Regions from separate parts of the Sus scrofa genome. Here region 2 is linked to region 1. A link is a contact called in public HiChIP or PLAC-seq data. All regions are on one chromosome and are shown on one strand. The core of a region is the stretch at or near the end of the contact, and the rest is flanking DNA. Distances in the headings are between cores, read along the strand shown.

Region 1 (4,000 bases), core at 488-2,987:
CCTACAGGTGATTTAAAGGACCTCCTAATCACGTGTCGCTCTCAAGCATTCTCTCTCTCCCCCACACTCCTCCATCCTCCCACCACAGCCTGCCTATGTGTTTCTCCATACGTCTTTTCTCTCTTTTAATAAACACTTATTTGCCTCACTGGGAAAAAAAAAAAGTGTCATTATCTATCTCAATCATTAGTCTGACTTTGTCACTTGCCTGTTAAAACCCTCCAGTAGCACCCCACCTCTCAGTGTTTTCTACTTTTAAGAGTTCTGGAACAATAGTTCTAATAAGATGCCCCTGGCTCCTGCCCAGTTGTGTAAGTTTGGGAACTCTGCAAGTCTCCAACTTGAGGGTCACAGTATGCATTTGGATATTAAAGGATTTGAGAAGTTATGCAGTCAAAAAATCTGGGTTAACTTGGTTTAACCCAATGTTTGTTATATTTATTTAACTATGGAAATGTTTTTCTTGACATATACACATTATAACCATTGCAACTTGTGTTCTATAATGCAAACTCAGGAAAGGCTGCCCTGTACAATCAAGTCCACATATTTTGGCCTGTCCTGCAGAATGTGGGTCACCAGGTTTAGCTCAAAAAAATACAGAGTGCCTAGTTGAATTTGAATTTCAGATAAGTCTAAAAAAATTATTTGCTGTTTATCAGAAATCCTGATTAACTGGGGGTCTCGTGCCTTAGCTGGCAATCCTATACAGAATCCTTGGTGACCTAAAATATAAGGAAAAGACTGAACCAACATGAAGCTGGCAAGAATTTTTTTCTACAGTTAACATAATAGGAAAGGATAAAGTCAAGGTTGATTCTTGGCTTTCAGTTGGATTCCTTCAATTTGCCACCAATCCTTGTTCCCTTAAAGCAATGTTCTCCCCACTGACTGCAGGTTAGGATCACCTGAGGGGCTTTTCAAACTACCTACACCCCATCTCAAACCAAGTGACTTAGAATTGGGGGGGGTTCTGAGTGGGGAGTTTGAAAGGCAGGGCAGGGAGGAAAGGGAGGCACCCAGGGAGTAAGACTTAGGGAGGCCCTGACTCTCAGGGCTGACCCTGAACTTGCACAACCCTCAGAGCCAGGACCCCCTTAAATCTTCCATCCAGTACACCTGCTGGCCTCACCCTAGTCAGATCCTGTTAAAAGAAGTAGGTACAAGATTGTGGAGAACAGCTTGCCAAGGATGTCTGAGCTGCCCTGAGCCTTATATCCACATTTCGTTGCTTTACAAGGAAATGTCAACCTTTTCCAGCAATGGACATGAACTCCAGCCCATAAGCATGAGTCAGGGGAGGCTTCACTAGGTCAGGTTCTCCTGAAATATAAACTTGCAGCCACTTCTAAACATTACACAATGCTTGGGTTCCTCATTCTTTTTCAGTGCAGGCTGGTGATGTTTGAGGAGCTTCAAGTCCCTGGCAATCCATAGCTTCTGTTTTATATTTGAGTATGGTCTTAACTTTCTGAACATGTAATGAAAGTATACGCTTCATGTTTCACTCCAAGATCGTATGGATTCTCATCCTCACTCTTCCTCCTCCCGCTCTTCCTTCTCCTTGCTTTCTGCCTTTGGGGCCGTGATTTTATGCCCCAGCACTAGCAGGCTGGTCAGAAAAGCACACTATTAATCTTCACTGGATGCAGTGCCAGGACAGCTTGCCTGGGAACAGCCCAGGCCAGCCTTGGGAGGCCAGCTCTTGGACCCGTTTCTTCCTTCACTGGCCTCTAAGTTCCATAATGTCATAAGCTCCTGCCCATTGCTACTGGCTGGTGGCCAGATCCTTCACTGCTGATTCCCAGAGGCTCTGCAAGTTTTGAAACACTAGGGGTAGAAACTTTGTAATTTTCCAGAGCTGGGAAAAGGTGGCAGTGGTGGATGGGAGCTCCCCGCACAGGCAAAATTAACTTTTTTCTATTGTGCTAGTTGAATGATTTTCAAGGATATTCTTCTTATCAGTGGATTCAAAACATTACCTCCTCAGAGGAAAATTTTTCAGCGAACAATGCAAGGGAAAGGGTCAGATAAGGCCAAGTTTGCAGCAATTTCCCATTAATAGCAAGATCACAGGACCATACTTGGCTTAATAGCTATGTCCCTGTAAAGTTTCACATAAATGGAATTTTTAAAAAATTAAATCACTGTAAGTACGGAGGAAAGATTGCTAAATAAAGGAAGCCTGAAGCACCTTACTTTATAAAGTGAGGGATTTTTACATAGGGCACAACATCCATCCTACACACATACATTGATTTTTTTAAAATAAGTCTGCAATTTTCCACAGGCTGCATTTTCATGAGGTGAGGGGTGCCTGTTACTCACGATGATGACTGGTCTGAGGCCACAGCTCTTCAAGGGTTCTGAAACTGAACTTTTCACAACATTCTCTGAGAAGTAGCTACAAGGGTTCCGTGTGGACTTTTAGCTGAGAAAGATCATTCGTGTGTTAAGCTGATCCAGAATCCTCCTGGCCTACCTCCAGACTGATGTGGGCTCTGGGGTGCCCAGAAAAATTGTCAATGGATGGGCATGGGAAGAGTTAAGGGGGAACGTAGTGAGGCTAAATAATGCCAAACGCAACAAGAAGAGCAGTGTGCTGAGATGGAGAGAAGCATGAGCTCTGTGACCAGATTGCTCTGACTCTGCTTCTGTCCTCTTACTGGGTGACTCCCTGAACTTCAGTATCTTCACCTGTAGCATGCAGTGTTTATAATAATACCTACCTCAAGGTAGCTCCTGGCACAGTAAGTATTCAAAAAGTCTTAATCATTTTTAAATGGCCTGGGTTAGCTCCATTCAGATAGGAGAAAAATATTAAAAAAAAAAAATCAAAGAAGTTAATGTACACTGGGTACTCGTCCATGCCAGGTACATGCTGAATACTTTAATTCTTACATCTTATGCACACAAAGGCACTAATATTACCCCTACATCTCAGTGGAAACTAAAGTTCAGAGAGGTTAAACAATTTTCCTAATGTCACACAGCAGGTAAGGGACAAAGCAGATACGTGAGGCCAATGCTATCTATGGCTCTTCCCACTCTGTCTTAGATCTGAGGAGACCAAAGCCTGAAAGTGACTTATCAAAGATGATGGATTAGGGCCTGAAGGGTATTAGGATTTGGAAGTCAAATTGGTTCAGGAAGTTACACCAAGGAAAGAAGGATGGGAAATTCTTTTATTTATTTCACAAAGATTTATGAGAATCTACAGTATGCTGCTGCTCCAGCTGCAGAGGTGACTAAGGCCTCACCCCTGGCCTCAAAGGCTGGTAGGGGAGACAATTAAAATTACAAAAAATAAAACAAAACAAAAAACCCAGCCAATGTTAGCACTTAGGTGTGAAGACTGTGCTACTGGATCCCTAAACAAAACATGACCCACTTTATCTGAAGAAGACTTCAAAGGAAGGTGACGTTTGAGAGTCTTACAATTATTATCTTATTTACTCCCCTGGTACTTGGGGAGGTACAAGGCAGTCTTATTACCCTAGGGCAGGGACAGCTAATACCAGGACCTAAAGCTTCCGTCTTATGAAGAGAACCCTGACTGCCTTGGGAAGGCAAGATGGCCAGCTCAAAGTTTACCTTTTCCAGACTCCTTGGCAAGGAGCTCTGGCCCATAAAATGGAAGCAGAGGTCACTGGGTTAGACCTCCAAAAAGACTTCTCAAAAAGGGTATAGGCTACTTCCATGGGCTTTTTCTTTTTTAATTTTATTTTATAATGATTTTTATTTTTTCTATTATAGCTGGTTTACAGTGTTCTGTCAATTTTCTACTGTACAGCAAGGTGACCCAGTCAGACATACATGTATACATTCCTTTTTCTCTCATTATCATGCTCCATCGCAAGTGACTAGATATAGTTCTCAGTGCTATACAGCAGGATCTCATTGCTTATTCATTCCATGGGCCTTTTCTTGCTCTTTTCCTCTTCTTCCTGTTTCCTGCTTCCTGGCTGACATGCAGATTTGATAGCTAAGGTTCCACCAC
Region 2 (4,000 bases), core at 978-3,477, 110 kb after region 1:
CTGAGTGAGGCCAGGATCAAACCGGCATCCCTATGGATACTAGTTTGTTCCTCATGTAACGTGCTGAACTATATCAGGAATTCCAATTTTTTTCTCATCAAGAGTTTAATGCTATGTTATGTAGACCATTGTTTTTACATGCCAATATAATTAAAATCTAGATATTCACATTAACATATAACCCAAAGCTATACTGTTAACAATATAAGTCATAAGACAAAGGTGAGAAAATAATCCAGTGCCAAGTGGAGATATGTATGCAGTGCTCTTTGCATAGCTCAAAATATATGTCTTTTTCATTTAGAAGACTGACAGGCTTGAAATGCATGCTTCCAAAGCCAAAAAGTGATGAAGTATTATCCAAGAACTTGCAAAGCCATGTTAGCAAACAGGAAATACTGGCTGCCACATTATCAGTTTAACTCCTGTGCAGGTCCCCTGCCCAGGTCTCAGTGCGAGTTTTGGAAAAATCTCATTCCTCCTTCCTGACTACACAGTGATCTCAATTCAAGGTGGTAAGTCACAAACTAAGAGTTGTCTTCCCTTTTCTGAATCCATCTAAGATTATCTTCCACTCTTTTTTATTTTTTAAAAAAAATTTTTTTAATTTATTTTTTGTCTTTTTGCTATTTCTTGGGCCGCTCCCGCGGCATATGGAGGTTCCCAGGCTAGGGGTCGAATCGGAGCTGTAGTCTCCGGCCTACACCAGAGCCACAGCAACGCGGGATCCGAGGCGCGTCTGCGACCTACACCACAGCTCAGGGCAACGCCAGATCGTTAACCCACTGAGCAAGGGCAGGGACCGAACCTGCAACCTCATGGTTCCTAGTCGGATTCGTTAACCACTGCGCCACGACGGGAACTCCTCTTCCACTCTTTTAAAAGCAACAATAAGATAAAATAAAAGTAAACCTAAAGCCATTTTCCTGTTCTTTTTGAAATTCAGGTTTATGCTCTTTTTATAAAAACCACTTATACCCATTCTTTTTTTTTTTTTGGTCTTTTTGCCATATCTTGGGCCACTCCCGCGGCATATGGAGGTTCCCAGGCTAGGGGTCTAATCGGAGCTGTAGCTGCCAGCCTAGGCCAGAGCCACAGCAACGCGGGATCCGAGGCGCGTCTGCGACCTACACCATAGCTCAGGGCAACGCCAGATCGTTAACCCACTGAGCAAGGGCAGGGACCGAACCTGCAACCTCATGGTTCCGAGTCAGATTCGTTAACCACTGAGCCACAACGGGAACTCCTATACCCATTGTTATACCTATTTGTAATGCTTAAAATATTTCAGATTTTAACATTTCCTGCTACCTTAACTACTTCCTTTGAGAGATATACAAGAAGAGGAGTTTTGTCTTTTGTTGTTCTTCGTATTTACTTAGAAACGAACTTCACAGAAAAACTTAGGGAACAATGCGAGTACCCTCGTGTTCTGTAGTAAAGGGTGTGGTCGGTGACTTGGCCCGCGGTTGGGTAACGTGGCAAGAAAGACCCTATTGTAATACTTCTGAGCAAAGGCACGGAGGGTTTGCCGCCAAGACGCGAAAGGTCTGCCTTTTTAAAACGTTTTGGGACTGGGCAGAGCTGGCGGCTACCTTGCACAGCACAGCTGCTGAGGGAAAGGAGAGCGGGAGACTTGCACCGAAAGCAGGAAGTGTGATGCAAGCTTGGGACCCAAAACCCGAAATCCCTTCTCAGCAGCGCCTCCCAAAGCCAGCCACAGCTTTCCCTAGGAGAAGGCGCAGAATCCCCAGACCCAGGCTAGCCGCACCCCATCTCCTTTCTCTTTCCTCTACTACGGCACACAGACGAGCACGTGAGCAGGGCAGCGCTTCCCAGCTGTGCCTCAGCTGACCGCCTCCTGATTGGCTGAGACAGACGTGGGCTGGGGTGGGGACTGGCCGCCTGCGTCGCTCGCCATTGGTTCTCAAGGAACCCGCCTCCCCCTCAGGTGAGGCGGGCTTGCGTGAGCGCGCTCCGGGTTTCCGCGGGCGAGCGCGCCCCGACACTCCCCCGCGCCCGCGCGCCCGCGCGCGCCTCCGCCCTTGCCCGCCCCCTGCCGCTGCCTCAGCTCCTCAGTGCACAGAACCGCCTCGTCTGAGGGGACGGGAGGATCGCCTTCGCCGCCGCTTTGGCCAGTGCGCGGGGCCGTGCCCTGACAAGCTGCCTCGGGGGAGGCTCTTCGGAGCCGGACCTGGACCCTCGTGATTGCCGCCTGCCCTCCCGCCTCTGGTCTCACGAAGGGTTTCCCGCCTCGCACCCCCACCTCTGGACGTGCTTTTCCCTCCTCCCCGCGTGCGGAGGGAGCCAGCGCTTAGGCCGGAGCGAGCCTGGGGGCCGCCGGCCGCGAAGGCATCTCGGGCACAGATTCGCCATGGAAGGCGCCGGCGGCGCGAACGACAAGAAAAAGTAAGCCCACTCCCCCGCCGGTCAGTCCTCCGCCCGCACCCCCGCCCAGGCTCGCGGGCTGGCTCCGCGTTCCGGGGGGCCGCCTTTTTGTTTCTGCCTCCTGTCCCCTCCCCTCTCCCCCAGCCTCGCCGGCCGGGCTCCCCCACTGTCCACGTCGCCATCTTGTCGTGGGGGGTGGGAGACGCGTCCAAAGTGCTTGTGGGGGCCCGGCCATGGGCCCTGGGCCCTGCTGGCTTCTGCTCCCAGCCGCCCGGGCCTCATACGGCCCTTTCCTGCTCCCCAAAACCTCCAGCCTGGCCGGTGCCCGCTCCGAGTGGACTTCTCCGCGCCCGAAAACCCCGGGAAGAGAAATGAGACGCGGCTCGGTCGCCGCCGCTTGCACCCGAGCTTCCGCCCCTTCCCGCCCCCATCCTCTCGGGTTCCATTGAAAACTCGGCTCCGCGTCTGCCCCTGCGCGCAGGTCCTCGCTTCCTTGTGGGCGCGGGGCTCTGGATTTCCGACCCAGGGGCTCGCGTGGTCGGATGCGATCGTGCCCAGCGGTTGTCCGGCCGCGGCGGGTGCCTTTGCCTTTGTGCTTTAGGGACTTGCTGCGAGGGCCTGGGATGCTAACTTTTTAGTTTACACGTGCAGGTTTGGTTTGATTTGGTTTGGTTTTAATCGCCTTGGAAAACTTGCCTAGAGTGAGAGTCAGAGTAACGGGAATTTAGAGAAATAGCAACATTTAAATGAGAACATCATAATTGGATTCTGGGGTTTCTATCACCTGTCAAGAGAGCCCAGACGTTGTAAGTGAAGTATATCTACTTCATTCATTCTGGAAGATACCTTAGTGAAAACGTAGCGTCTGGCTAAATTCAGGCAAACACTTAATAATGAGATTGGAAAGAAAGTGTGATGGGAGCAAATGAAATGCAACACTAAAATGTTGCAAAATTTTTAGACCTGTCTCATTTTCCTGAAGTTGAAGTGTTCTAAAATATATTCGAAGTAAATTATCATCCTGTTAGAACTTAATGCAAGTATTTAAAACACCTTGAAGTTTGAGTCTTAAGTGGTACCTTGTAGGATTAAGAATTGTGAGTCCAACCAGTGGAATTAAGTGATTCTCTACCCACCCACCCCCAACGCTCACAGTGTTTGGTCCACTCTGGTATTTTAACCTTTGAGGAAATTATTTTAAGAAATTGAAGATTTCTGGTAAGAGTTCTGGTTTGTAGACTAGCTTTACTGTTAAGTCCCTCCACTCTTCTGGGAGGGATTAACTGCTGTAATCTGTATCAGCAGAAGATAAACTTGTTTATGTTCTTGCTATTTTGTGGATTCTTTTTTGGCATTTATCTAATAGAATGATAAATTCTCAGTTTCTGTATGTATATTTATATATATTTATACCAGAGAAAGCACGTATAAATTTCAAAAAGTGAGAAAACAGGCCCAGACTTAATTCCAAAAGTTGTAATAGAAATTAATTGCAATTAATTTTGCAGAAGTGATTGCAAGGCTTTTGATGAAATGATGAGGCTGCTATTTTATATAAATCTAAGGCACCTCACCTCTTTGTATTGCCACTTCTCTGTCCTCATACGCTGGA

Evidence for each region. HiChIP or PLAC-seq counts read pairs in DNA pulled down with a chosen protein or histone mark.
Region 2: an H3K27ac HiChIP or PLAC-seq map of alveolar macrophages shows a contact between it and region 1. The contact joins the promoter of HIF1A here to the enhancer-like site in region 1. A contact is called at or near these places in 5 of 47 Hi-C or Micro-C datasets (blood, embryonic fibroblasts, liver and 1 more) and 2 of 2 datasets of contacts at active chromatin or transcription factors (alveolar macrophages and skeletal muscle).

Annotation. Positions count from the first base shown.
Region 1 is chr1:190,513,489-190,517,488 of Sscrofa11.1, forward strand. No RefSeq gene overlaps it. Among named protein-coding and RNA genes, the nearest start is that of HIF1A, 110 kb to the right of the region's middle. Within about 2 kb of position 1,738, at least 32 of the 83 cell types and tissues checked have an H3K27ac peak or open chromatin away from gene starts, as enhancers often do. A contact at or near this core is called in alveolar macrophages, embryonic fibroblasts, liver and 1 more, where this site is marked.
Region 2 is chr1:190,623,209-190,627,208 of Sscrofa11.1, forward strand. HIF1A (hypoxia inducible factor 1, alpha subunit (basic helix-loop-helix transcription factor)) reads left to right here and starts at 2,228. Exons shown (of 15, transcript NM_001123124.1): 1 at 2,228-2,409. The coding sequence starts at 2,375.